Regions from separate parts of the Anser cygnoides genome. Here region 2 is linked to region 1. The links are chromatin contacts, called in public Hi-C maps. All regions are on one chromosome and are shown on one strand. Each heading gives the region's core, a stretch centred on a gene start, on an enhancer-like site or on the middle of the called end of the contact. The rest is flanking DNA. Distances are from core to core; before and after follow the strand shown.

Region 1 (6,948 bases), core at 1,786-4,285:
CTTTAGAGCAGTAGTCATTCAAATTTTCTATCATAACAACTGAAAAGATAGCAGTTATCCTATCTTTTACCTCTTCCCTGACCTCTCCCTTAAATCCACAAAAAAAAAAAAAAAAAAGACCCTGAAATGTGGAGGTCTTGTATTTGAAGGAAAGGGCATTAAGCAGATGTTTATAGAGCTTTTTTTAAAAATAAACTTAATAGTTATTTCCAATGTTTTTACAAATATTTTAGAGGAAAAGGATTGGCAAGCCACTCACATAATACTAGAGTGAAACACATCACCTCTTGGTAATTCCTGTTGGTAATTGCCTATACTATCAATTCTTTGTTTAAAACAAATTTCCATTTAAAGAAAAAAAGAAAAGCTTAAACTGAGACAAGAAGTTGCTTTTTGTTCAGTCACAGCCTGAAGAACCCTTCTGCCAAAGTCATCTGTAAATGAGAATGTATTGTGAAAAATGATGCAAGAACAATGTAGTTAGCATTTCCATCGGCTGTCTCTGCTTCAGATTTTTGATTAAGAAATGATTGTGGTCTTTTATGGAAAAGTCCTGCTGACAGATGGTGGGACCTCTTCGTTGATGTATTAACTGATTGTGAATTTAGAGGGTTAAAACTCTTCTCTAAACCTTATTGCCAACATAAGTACAACCTTTGAGGTTTTCCATACAAAAACTGGTAACTTTATACATAGACTATGCAGTCTGCCCATGGAGGAGTTCAGTTCTGACAAATGAAATCTTACTCTGGACTTGAGCAATGCTTGATAGACAAGCTGACATATGTCAATGTGTTGATAGATTAGCTGACGTTTATTCACATCACATACTTTGGCACAATTTATCGTGTTTAGTGTGGGGATGTTTATAACTAGATTGGTTTTGCATGATAAAGCTGAAGTGTACTGCAAAGCGATTGTCTGAAATCCTATGTTTGAGCACTCTGGTCAGTGCTATTAGTAACTCATTTTCAAGAGCACTAAAAAAAAAAATGAACACAAAACCAGAAATACCCTGTTATGCTGCTTTTGTTAGAGCCACTAGGACTATACCCTAAAAGTTAAAGGGGTACTGACATGGATATTTTAGTCCCAACTACATTTCTGTCTGAGCGAATCATAAGTTCTCCAGCCATTTTTAATAGTCTTGAGATTAATGAGTTGAAGCTCAAAACTGTTTAGTTTAAAACTGAAGTAAAAAGGATGTCATAAAATATTTTTTTTTAAGTAACCCAAAACAATTTCCTGTCAAAATGCATCGCGTTTTATGATTCCATACTTCAGCAGTAAGTTAAAATAGCTGTTTTATTTCTGAATGATAATATCATTGTTTTTTTTCTTCAGCTTAATGTATCATACAGAAGCTTTGAACACTCAGGAAATGCAGTAGTGTCCTAGAATACACTATTTGCAAAACCACTGGCTGTTAAGCAAACTAACCTGCAGATTTCTAAGGGGGAGGGGGGCAGAGGGAATTAGTGCAATTTACTTGGTAGTGACATGGGTATGCTATTAACAGACAATTGGAAACTTGCCACGCTTAACCCCTGAGTTCTAAATAAATTTCAAAGTTGAAAATTTTTAAAACTGTGTTTCTGTTGATTTGATTTGTGACCTCTTAGAGCGGGTGTTCTGCTGTAGAATCATAGTTCTCGTGAATTGTGTGGTGAGCAAACTGCTAATATTGAAACTAGTATTTGGGTGAAAGATGGTGAAACACCATGGATGATACTAAAAGGTTTCTTCATAGTTCTGAAGAGATTCATGAATTTAGTTAGTGCTTAGATCTCTTCCAGCTCCTCCTAATTGTAACTAGTCAGTTCTCCAAAGAACTGACAGCATACTGAAAGTGCCTGGTATTCCTAAACAGCCTTGAAGAGTCTTTAAAGACAGTCTTTAAAGACAGCCTTTAAAGACTTTGTGGGTCCTGTAATACTGAACTCCCTTTTGCTTGGTAAGCTAGTCCTGTATCTGGTGATTAACGTTTTAAACAAGTTCTGATTTAGCCATGAAAAGTTGCAAAGTCTTTACCAATTGTAAGCAACGAGGAAAGTCCTGCAACGTTATGATTTTTCATAGTATAAGGTGGTGAAGAAGTCTCTGGTGGCCTCCCAGCGTGAAATGGACTGTGTATCTGGAACAATCCAAACTCTGTTTTACAAGACTTTAAATTCCCTTTTGGCTTTGAGGTTCAAGAAAAGAGAGATTGTCATCAAGATTCACCAGGCCGTTATATTCAACAACTGCATCGAACACAATATTTAAAAGGCTTTTCTGAAGTAATGGTATTAAATGTGGAAAATCTGTTGCTTCTGCTCGCATTTACAAATTACAGTATATACACCAATGTCATAAATAGCAGCAGTGGCTATTTGATTTTTCTCCCCTTCTTGTTTTTACAATCCCATTGAAAGGGGTAGTTTTTACTATCCCCAAACCTACCTAAATCTTTTGGTTTATATAATGAAGTAGACAAGGGAATTATTGGCACAGAAGTAACTTTTCAGGCCATGTTTTTCCTTTTTTTTTTTTTTTTTTTCTTTTGGTCTCAATTGTTGCATTGTAATTTAACCGTACCAGCTACTGCAGAGTCAACAAAATCACAACACTAGTGTGTCGGTGCTAATGAGAAATAGCAGATTTTCCTAGCTGAAACTAACAGTGAAGGCTGGGCTGTAAGCTTAGTTTCAACAACTGGGAGAGAAAAAGCAGGAACTCTTATTTTAAGATTGAGTGAATCTGGAAATAAAACTGTAATGCTCTTTTTAAAATACAGGTGGATCAAAGCTCTGTAATTAGCAAATGAGGCATTTGGTGTTTTTTCCCATGGAAAATGTCCAGCTTTAAAGGATTTTTTGACAAACAATAAATTGGATTGAAGTGGGATTTCTTCTTAAATGTAGCTCACTAGGTGGCAATGTTATGGGAACATATCAACACTGTGACCTCAATGTGTTGCACAACAGCGGGAAGATCCAGAAAAGAGCACATAGATTTTGTGATTATTAGTCATCTACAAAGCTTGCTTGAGTGTTGTCAGTAGGGCAGCCGAGAGAGAAGAATGTTGACTTTATCAGTTCAGGTTTTAACGAGTGTTGCATGTCATGAAATAAAGCTTCGAGCGCGATGCTTCTACAAACATAGGTTATGGTGCAATCCCTCTTCTGTGGGAGAAAGGTCACTGAGATTAAAAAAAAAAAAAAAAGTTCGGTCATCACCATGTTAATGTTTTATGCTTACAGGGTAGAGGATTTTCCTCCCACACTCTGTGGGAGGAGAATAATGATGTAAGATCACAATTACTCTGTAACAAATGGACTTCTTCAACTTTTTCTCCTCTTAAACTTATGTACTCGGACGATTTTCAAGACATTCATCATGCAGTATTTTGTAGCCTCACTTGTTCAGGGTAGCATTTGGAAAATTAACGTTCTCCTTAAAATATATTCATCACTTTACATTGGTGAAAGTAACAACCCGAGAGCTTTTAGATAAATTAAAACCTTACTGTGCAATGGTAAAGTTACTGGTTTTCAGGATAGTTTCATGCAATTAATGAGTTTGAGGAGGGAAATTAATGGTACTCCTTATATATTGAATGTCAGATTCTTTTGAAGTTAAAGCCAAATACTGTGAATTCTTTCAATATTAATTGTTAATTAATTAAAACTGCTTTTTCAGATGAAAGTTCATAGCTTAGGCTTCTCTTCCCATGTAAAAAAATACTACGGATATCCTACTTGCGCCTAATAATAGCCAACCGTTATCTTCAAAATCCCAATTACACAAAACCATAAGTAATGCATAATTAATGTCTTAGGTTGCTACAAATTGTTGATATTCTGCTCAGTAAAACAACAGAGGACTTGTTAGGCAGGTTAACTATCTCTTGCACAAATTGTTTGGTATTGCTGAGCCTGAAAAACGTCTAGGATCTATTTGCATTTGGCATTTCATCTATCTTTTCATACAGGGAAAAGCTTCCTGCATTACCATACTAGATTGGACATACAATGCTTTCCAGAAGTGAGACTCCATTTGAGTCAGAATTATTTCTAGCAAATTACTCGAAACATGTAAATCATATCCCAATGTCACACTATCATTTAAGCTGCTTTCAGATTTGTCATAGAGCACTTATGAGAAATATTTAACTTGTAATAAATAACTATGATTTAACAAGAGAACTGCCTGAAAATATTTGCTGAAATAGTCAAGTAACCGCTCATCCTTTTTGTTTTCTTAACATCATACTCTGTATGAAGTCTTTCCCAAGGGACGCTCAAAAAAAACAAAGCCTAACCAACAGGCTGAATCAGTGACATCTTGGTGTACAAGCCTGCAAACTGAAATTCTGTAAGCTCTGTACATAGCAGGCAGTCTCTGGTGATGGCAGTGCCCAGTGTGATGTGCACATTTGGAGGATTTGTTTTTCATCGTGCTGGAGCTGCGATAGCTTAGTGTACGGCTCTGTAAGCCACCCAAGACGTCTTTTCTCCAGCAAATGTATCTTGCTTCTAGACCAGCATGACTAAACAGCTACACAGACCTGAAAATTTCCTGTCAGCATCTTCTGCATTGGTTGTGGAGTCTGAGTCACTTCTGTGCATCTCCGATAACCAGCTTAGTAGGTATTCACATACCCCTTGGGCTTAGCTGAGAAGCTTTCTGTTCAGAGTCTTTATAAAGATTAAACAAACAACCTAAACGACAATGCTATTTGAATCTTAAATGTATTTATTATCACTGAGCAGAGTCTGAACCTTGTATTTGATAGATGCCGTAATCAACCTGCTTACACGGGCTCTGGATAACGCTTTTTATGTGGCAGAACTTTTCACAATTACATAACAACAAGCTTTTTAATCTGTTTATCTATTCTTTGATTACGGGTCCTACACCATCCTCATTATTTACATTTTTATAGCTTTTATCTTTATAAGTATTTATCTTTACAGGATTTCTAAGAGTTATAGGAGTACTGGTGCCAAAGGCGTGGCTTGACAGTTACTTCAAAATGGTGATTGCAGCATATTACTAGAACAGGCAGTTCCCCTTCTTGCCATGGCCACGTGTTCTCCTTCTTCCCTGGCAGTAACTATAACTGTGCGTCCACAGAATAGGCCAGGTTATTTTTTTCTGATCTGATGGAAAAACATTTTGGTAAGTAACCATTATGCATGATGAAGCCCTGCTCTCCTGGAAGTGGCTGAACATCTGCATGACAATGGGAAGTAATGAATGAATTCCTTGTTTTGCTTGGCTTGTGCACGCAACTTTTTCTTTATGTATTAAAGTGTCTTCATCTGAATTCACAAATTTTCTTACTTCTACCTTTTTGATTCTCTTCCCCACCCCTCTGGGGGAAGAGTGAGCGAGCGGCTGTATGGTGCTCAGCTGCCTGCCAGGATTAAACCACAAAATGGTTTCAGTCTTCCTGTGGCTAAACTGAAAGCCACAGATCACTTGCAAAATTGATAAATCCTGCATAAGAGAAGAAATGGAAGCACATGACATCTGAGAATGGGATCACTCATGCTGTGTTTTCTCCCATATCGGGAATAAGGTGAAACCTTTCCCTTTGCCTCCATTCACTCCTTTAACTGACGTGGAACAGAAGCGATAAATGTGCCTGTTACTATTAAGAACTGAGTAAGACAAAATTAGAAGAAGCCATTGATGAAAACCCTACATTATCAGTAAGAAATAAAACAGCAACACAATTTCAACAGGTCAAAAACATATGAAAATGTAGCATATTTTTCATTTTTAGCGATGTATGCAATTAATTTGTCTTCTCGATACAATTTTGTCTTGGTTTGATTCCACACCTTTTACTAGCATGATGCAGACCGCTTTCTGCAGGTGCATCAAGCGTGTGTTTATCAGATCTCTGTTCCACAGACTTTTTAAGCTCAGTACCCTTAAACTGGCAGTGGAAGAAGTTGGCACAAGTCCTCTGTGAGGTATGTAGTCCTCCATGCTCCTGAGACGTAGTCTCCTGGCACTGCAGATTATGGTTGCTGTGTCACTGGAGTAACAAAGGGAGGTTAATGTCAATGTGCAGTTAAATTCCGTGCAAGATAGAGATAAGATGGAAAGCTACAAACAAGTACAGTGTACAAAGACAAAAGAAATCAAGCACGTGTTACAGTGGCAGAAATTGTAAAGAAACAGGTTGTGATAGTTTGGTATATAGAAGAATGATACAGGAAAAGGGAGACCAGAGGAAAAAAAATGTTTGGTAACGATAATGGAGGGAATGGAATATAAAACTATAAGAACCCCAATCAAGAAACATATTTGACTTTTGTGAAACTGGTTAGATACATCAGAAGATTATCTAACAAATGCAGACTGAATATTGATTGCATTTTTTTCTGTAAATATAGGTAATGCAAACCATGAAATGGGTTTTTAGATCACATTCATGAATGTTTTCAGGTACATTTTCAGTAGGAGGTACAGTTGCAATTTCATGATTTGCACTATATATATATTAGATATGAGTCATAACCGCGTATTTGATCAGATCAATACAAAATACCTCCTGAAATAATGCAGATACCACATTAAAGCCCTCTTACCTCTAAAGCTTTGAGTATTTGGGATCTAGGACTCCAAACTTGGAAGCTTCTGGCAAAACTTAAGTTTACTTGTGCAGGATGAGACTGCACTGGCCAAATACTAGAGATTTATTTCATTAAAAACAAACAAACAAACAAAAACCAAAACCCAAACAACTCCCCCAACCCCCCCCCCCAAAAAAAAAAAAAAAGCCACCAAGAATTTTTCATTTCTGCTTTGGCTATCTCTACACCTGCAAGAGATTAGGAAGGTTTAACTGCACAAGTGTTTTCTCCCATATTTCGTATAGGTAAAGGTCAATGCTGAAATGAACAGCAAATTACAATATAACCAACTCATTGTGAAATCTTCCCACTCTGG
Region 2 (6,932 bases), core at 1,914-4,413, 130 kb before region 1:
TTACTCTAAGCAGGCAATTTGGAAAACACACAGGCAAATCAAAGAAAGAATGAAAAAGAAAAGAATATTAAATAGCAACAGAAAAATATTTGAGTCTGCAACAAGTAAGCATGCATGAAGTGAAAAAATGTCTGAATATACGATTGCAAATTGAGACCAGAAAGTACACATTGCTAGTTGGCCAGTAAAGCATCCAAATGCCAAGGTGCTAAATAGCAAATAACGCAAATAATGACGAGCCCTTGTTCACAGATGGAGTGTGCAGCCCTGTGTTATACAGAGCTATATGCTGCCCACTTCTCTTCTTTCGGCATTTGCCAAGTGTCGTTCGTGGATGATGCTTGCTGAAGAAGCCAGCAGGGAGATGTCTTGGTACAGCCACGTGCTCACATTTCTGGCTGGCTGCAGCTACAAAGGCGGCAGAACGGCAGGAAGTGAAAGGCAAAAGAAGAAGTAAAAGGTGAAAGATAAGGCAGCCAAGCAAAACAGCACTCATTTGCCTTCTGTTCCACTGGCTTCTTCCTGCTGTGACTTGCTTCTGCCCAGCTTCACGTGGCTAAGCTTCACTAGCTCGTTCCTTGAGTAACTGCCATTCCTTCACTGCTTCAGTACGTGTTAGACAGGATGTTTCTTGGGTGTAATACTACAAAAATTCACAAGCATCAATAAACAACTGGCAGTATGTTTTCCTGGTGCTGGCCATTTAGTATACTAGCTTTTAAAGTGTCTACTGCTGCTGTGACAATAGCGTTAGACTATTTTTATATGGGAATAGTCTAGTTGTTCTATCATCACAAAAGGGTGATCAGAGTCTAGTTTATCCATGTGCAGACTACATTATTGTCTCATAAAACAATGTCCCAGTGCTATGATTGCTTCATTAGGTTTACGCTACATAGACATAATTATGCAGGAGCTAAGAATAGCTCATCTAATTGAAAATAATGATTATAGAGAAAGAACAGTTTTGATTGCTGTTACTGAACAAGCACATACCGTACAACCCTTCATGAACTGCACAGAACACATATGGGATTATAACATGTTTGTTTTGATTAACAGTTTCTTTCCTGATCCTGACTACAAGTCAAAGGTGTTATCGCTTATTTCCTCATTATAATCTTCTTTTTGGAGACCTAGAGGGACCGATGAGAAAGCAACATAAGCTGATATTTATCCGTTAAATTATGACAAGTTAAGCTTTGAAATAACATTCAACATTTATCCACACACACATTTTGGGGAGGATGTAACTTAAATAAATCTTCTCTAGGCACCACAGATGAAACTATGTGTTTTTTTATGTCTGTGTTTGTACTACTACCCTATGAGATTAAGCATCTTTTTAGAAATGCAAAGTCTGCAATACTGTTAATCTCTTGGTGCTCATTCAGTTCAATACTAACATTTAATTCTTCCTGTGTCTAGAACACATAGAACTCTTCTTCATTCCTTGCAAATAAAACTATTTTTTTACATAGAAATCACTGAAAGTTTGGGGGTTTCATTTATATGGCTACTGTTGATGTTATCACCCAGCTTTTGGGATAAAAATTGCAGCTTTTGTTGTCCTGCTAATTTATTCTTACTTAAATGTAAGCTTTCTGCTAGAATGCTATGAGAAAATTCCTGAGATCATAAAATTGAATATAACTGTTTTAGAAATGTTATGACTCTCTCTAGAGGCTCTGAAAAACTCTGCTGTTTTGCCATGTTTAGCTTCCCCTCGGTTCTAATGAAGCATTTTATAGCTCTAGGCTATGTGCTAGCACTGCAGAGACACAGAGATCACTGCCATCAGGAATTTCTATACAGATGACCATTTAAAAAATGAAGTGGTGAGGGAAGATGGGACAAACAGCAATGCAGTTGTGCAGTAACACAGCTATCAATTTGCACAGTCAGGAGTGACAGGCACTTGCACAAGCTCTTCTTGAGTCCTTTTTAAAAATAACAGAAGAAAAAAGGGGAAGCAGAGTGAAGATTACTTTATGAAAGCATTCCAAACTCTTGTCTTGACTTCAGAAAAGTTGCCTTTTCAGATTGTTTTGGATTTGAAATTAAGTGAATTAGAAGAATTTAGAAGTGTTAAGTCCCCATTTATATAAATGACTATTGAAGCATCAAACACATATTTTCTATCCGATTCTTTTCCAACATGGTCTGACTGTGGAACACATTTCTCAAATTTTGGGGACAATATACCTCAATTTTGCCCTTCCCCCAGTATTGAACATTAACTTTGAAATGTTGTAAAGGTGTTTTTAAAGGCATTCCACAGTCCCTTTGAACACCATGTGTCCTGGTCTCACAGACCCCTGTTTGGGAGTCAGTGTAGTGTCCCAGTCTGACCTTCTGTGTTCTTCTGTGTATTAGCATTTGACCAAATAATCATAATCTCAGTTTCAATTAGATACCTTTTTTTTTTCTATTGAGAAAGTTAAATATTAAGCCAAGTTGTGAATTGTGTACCTACAAGTAAATGTGATACAAGGGTGAGCAGGACTGAAAAACTGACTAACACGTCGATTGTTGAATACTTTGATTTGCAGTGATTTGCAGCACATGGGACTAACTGAACTATGCAGTACAGTGCACAATAGCTAAGGGCAGCTGGACTTTACTCTTGCATTATTGATGCAACTCATAATAGACGCCTCTGCATATAAACTGTTTTCTACTCTGTACAGAACGGCACATGCCAGAGCTAAAGCTGATGCCGCAGATCAGGCCGCTCAGTCTGCTCGCCAGGAATGTGATATTGCAAGAGCAGTTGCCAGAGAACTTTCACCAAATTTCTACCAACCAGGTAATTATAGATCGGTTTTGTTTTGTGGCCAGTCTTTTTTCTTGCAGTAGAAAGGTTCTGTGTTAAATTAAAAAGTTTATTCCATTTTGAATGTTGTTTATACAGAAGCAGTAGTTATGTGACAGTAATGAAGACTGCATGTTCCTCAGGGTGGTTTTGTTTTCATTTTGTAATTATTTGTTGACTGTTGCTTTGTATAAAACAGTGCCCAAAAGTCAGTATCAAGCATACAGCTTTGTCTGAAGTTAATCGCTTCTTCAGAACGATGTCAATGTAAGACTTCAGAGAACATAAATCAACAGAAATTCAGGTTGTTTTTGTGGAGTGTTCATTATGGGAAAGATCCTTTTTACTATCTGAGGGAAATTTTGACAGTCTTGGCTAGCTAAGGCCTGAGCTCTGGAGAATGCTTTGCCATTGCACATCTATAACTCGTGAGGGACTCTTTCCTCTTATGCCTGTGGTGCTCTGTGGAAGATTAGTCCCAGACTCAGGATATCATGGCATCAATTCTGTGTCACCTAATTCTGTGTTACACTGCAACACATTTTCACCAGTCACATGGTTTGAAAAGTTGCTGTAAAAGAAGTAATGTGTTTTTTACCTTGTTTTTCCAGTGTCTTTTTATTAGGTTAATATTTTTGCGTGCTGCTCTTTAGCTTAAGGTTGAATAGGTGAAATGGATCTTCATTTATGCAAGTTAATGTATTTTCAGAATTTTGTCCTTTCTTTCACCTGTCAAATGAGTTTTTATATCATTTATTACTTTTCAAGGACTTGTCTGCATTTTTCTTCTAAAATAGATTATTGTGTACACTTACTGTAATTTTCTGCAGATACAAACCCCTTTGTCCTTAAAGGTACTACTACATAGTACAGGCTAGTACTATGACCCCATAATTGAAGAACTATCTTTTCAACTTTTTCTAACAATCCACATTTCCTTCATTTTCAATGTATATCACTACAAATAACTGGTTCATAAGTCATTATTGTCAGTTAGGCTAAACAGCACTTTTTTTTTTTGCTTTATTTCTAAGTATTCTGTTGTAGAGCGCAATCTGTGTATATTGGGGTTGGGAGGGTTGGGGCTTTATTTTTTTATTTGTTTAGTACATAAGTCAAAGGCTGGTCACCTCATGCAGGTTAGAATCTCCATTCCCCTTATTAACCTTCCTTTGTATCCATCCTGGTTTAAATGTGTCTTTCTTTAACATGTGTGACCAGAACTGTAGGCAGTGCTCAACAGAAGTAATTGCAGCAATAAGACTACTGGCTTTAACATGGTATCACTATGTACCTTTCACTGTTGGAAATTACCTCAATACTTCCTCTTCTGTGGACTCATCATATCAGTGGCCCACATTTACTCCTGTGATACCAAAGTCTTTTTTTTTTTTCATTATTTCATTATTTCACAAACTGATGAACTCCCAGTTTATAGCAGCAGTTCATCTTACTGGTCATAAGTTAAGTCATAGGTTCAGTCATGCAGAGAACTAATAGCAAGGACCCTGTCAAAGGAAAGCTTGACAGAGAATAGAAACGAAGGAGTTAAAGCACTTGGAGTGGAAGTATTTCAAAGCTGCTGAATCCTTGAAATAAGGAAATGGCTAGAATACTCAAGAGAAAATGGAAACGTGTGATGGTGTGAAATGCGACACCAAAAAATCCACCAGATAGAGAATTTGTTAGGTGTCTTTTTTTACTTCCTGCCACAGGATAGGAAGTAACATTGCTGACAAATTGGCTGAGATCTGGGGAGAGAAGGTGTAGGATTCTTATTTTCCTCTCACTTAAACTTTTATTTCAGTTACCAAAGGCAAGGGTTTGTATTCTTTCCCCCATTCCAGCTCTGTGTGTCCACAGTGAGTTACAAAACTTTTCTCAACATCTTCTAACTCTATTCTTTGTATGGAAATGTCTATCAATTAGTTAGCTAGTTGTCAAAAGATAAATATCTCTTATGGAATCTAAATTTTACATTTCCTAATTATTTTCAGGGTGGCTGGATATTTGTATACATTTGAAAAGATTGTTATTCCCTTTGCTTGGATAACCTCAAGATGCTGAGATTTTGACTAAATTTCACTTATTCCAAATAAGCTGCAGCAAAACACCAGTTTTGTACATCATTGTGATGCTTTCAGGTATTACTGTGTCAGAGAGCCTTTTCATCCTCAGTGTTCATGATGTCTTCTTCAGATACATTCTTCCAGAGCGGTACCAGTTAACCCTGAGACTCACATGTACAAGTGCTTGCTTATTTATATATTTCTCACATGCCATACTATGAGTGATAGGGCAATACTAGCAATAACTTTTGTCATTTAAGATAATAAAATAAAAATACATTTTTAAAATATTTACATTCCCTCACACAAACAGCAGCAAGTATCTGCTCTTCGAGTAGCATTTTTGTATGTTTGAATGAAAACAAGGTAAGCATTGTTGCCTCCTAATAGCAATTTCTCAGTTTTCTTCTGTTGCTTGAGCTTTTTAGTTTTACAATTCCTTTTTAAGCTTCTGTTAGTGCTTCTAAAAGCTAATGACACACGTTGTATCTCAGTTTGTGAAACTATTGTTAAGAGAAAGCTTACCATTGTGCTAAATTGTCTTGAAAATTACTTATGTGTGGGAAAGCGTAATTTTTCTCTCTTTGCTTCAGCTGCTTAGAATGGTAAACAAACATGCTGTCAGCAAGAACCAAATGTATGTAGCAAATCAACAAGAAAGAGAGAAGAAACGTGAAATACGTATAACTCTCCGTAAACAAGTTAAGCATTTTTGTCTGTCTTAAGGAGTGATCTCTGCACTACCTGAGACCTAAGTCCGTTTAAATATTTGAAAATCTTTGATAAAGCTCTTAAATTTCAGATTCTTAAAATATAGCCTTCTGGGCCATATATCCTAGAATTATACAAAATTTATAATTACAGTGAGTATTCATAACTCATTGTACCATGACAGTTCTCACTTCCCAATTACTTTCTCTTCATTTAAATTTTATGTTCATTAAGACATTCACCAGAAGCTGCCAAGATGTTCTAGCTTTGTAATGTAGTTTAAAAGGAGATTGAAATGAGAACAAAGCGTTAGGAAGCAAAGCAACAAATAATGATGTCAGTCTGAATCATGAATGTTGAGGTGCCATAGGAATCTTCATATTTAATTTTCCCAGTAATTAATTTCCTTAATATTTGCATATTAGGAAAGCAAGCATGAGTAAGTGTGATTGAAAAGGTTGATCTAGGGGTTCATAAGGTTGCAGGGAGCTGTTTTCTCTAAGCTCGTTCATGCTAGACTCAGACAAGATTCTGCTAGTGGTTGATAGCAATGAAGATGGCATATCTTTGTAGAGCCCTATCCTCAAGGTTGTAGGTTTTGTATATTTAGCAAATGTTGCGGACTTTATTGAGGCCAGACTTTACAGGCCTTTTTATTGCTAAATACAACGAATTTTGAGAAATCCCAGCTCTGACCTGTTTGTTTCCTCTAGGGATCACTAAACTTGTAGATGTGTCAGAAAAGAGCATGTTAGGACAGGAAACAAATGAAACCTGAGCCATTTTCTCAGTCAAGGGAGTTATCCAAGGACAGTTTGAGTGTTTTTTTTTGTTTGTTTGTTTTGTTTTGTTTTTTCTCAGAGAAAACCAGTAAAAGTGGTTTTGTGTCTCTTGTGAAAGCCTAGAGAAGGGTAAATGACTAATGGAAGTACTGTATCAAAGACGTAACAGACAAGAAAGGCTTTTGGCACCCAGTAAAAAGGGAGAAGATTGTTCTAGTCCTGCATAAGTTTAATGGATGCTGTGACTTATCCATTCATGCTAAATTCTACAAGCCATCTCTAGCATATACTCCTGTAAACACACTGTCAGGAGGTAAGCTAAAGTATGAACTTGCACAGACTGGACAGCTAAGCTGTAATTGTCTGTGTACATATATATCCTGCAGCAAATGTATACTCTTTCTTCATTCAGTTCAAATGAATAACATTTGATTAAATGAAAGAGGGGTAAAACTACTTTGCTGCAGGGTAAGAGCAGTCTGGGCACTTTACCATGGACCAATTAAGCTCTGGAAATTCAAATCTGAATTGTTTTATGGCAGATTATTTATCAGG

Evidence for each region. Hi-C and Micro-C count contacts between places; a contact is called where the count stands out from the background.
Region 2: a Hi-C map of liver shows a contact between it and region 1, with 4 times the contacts expected there. The contact joins two enhancer-like sites. A contact is called at or near these places in 2 of 7 Hi-C or Micro-C datasets (both in liver).

The regions. Positions count from the first base shown.
Region 1 is chr2:130,204,573-130,211,520 of Taihu_goose_T2T_genome, reverse strand. ELOC (elongin C) reads left to right here. Exons shown (of 4, transcript XM_048077028.2): 4 at 1-1,587. Among named protein-coding and RNA genes, the nearest start is that of UBE2W, 6.6 kb to the right of the region's middle. Within about 2 kb of position 3,035, at least 2 of the 3 cell types and tissues checked have open chromatin away from gene starts, as enhancers often do. A contact at or near this core is called in liver, where this site is marked.
Region 2 is chr2:130,334,067-130,340,998 of Taihu_goose_T2T_genome, reverse strand. It overlaps JPH1 (junctophilin 1), which reads left to right. Exons shown (of 6, transcript XM_048077035.2): 3 at 2,691-2,809. Among named protein-coding and RNA genes, the nearest start is that of JPH1, 56 kb to the left of the region's middle. Within about 2 kb of position 3,163, at least 2 of the 3 cell types and tissues checked have open chromatin away from gene starts, as enhancers often do. A contact at or near this core is called in liver, where this site is marked.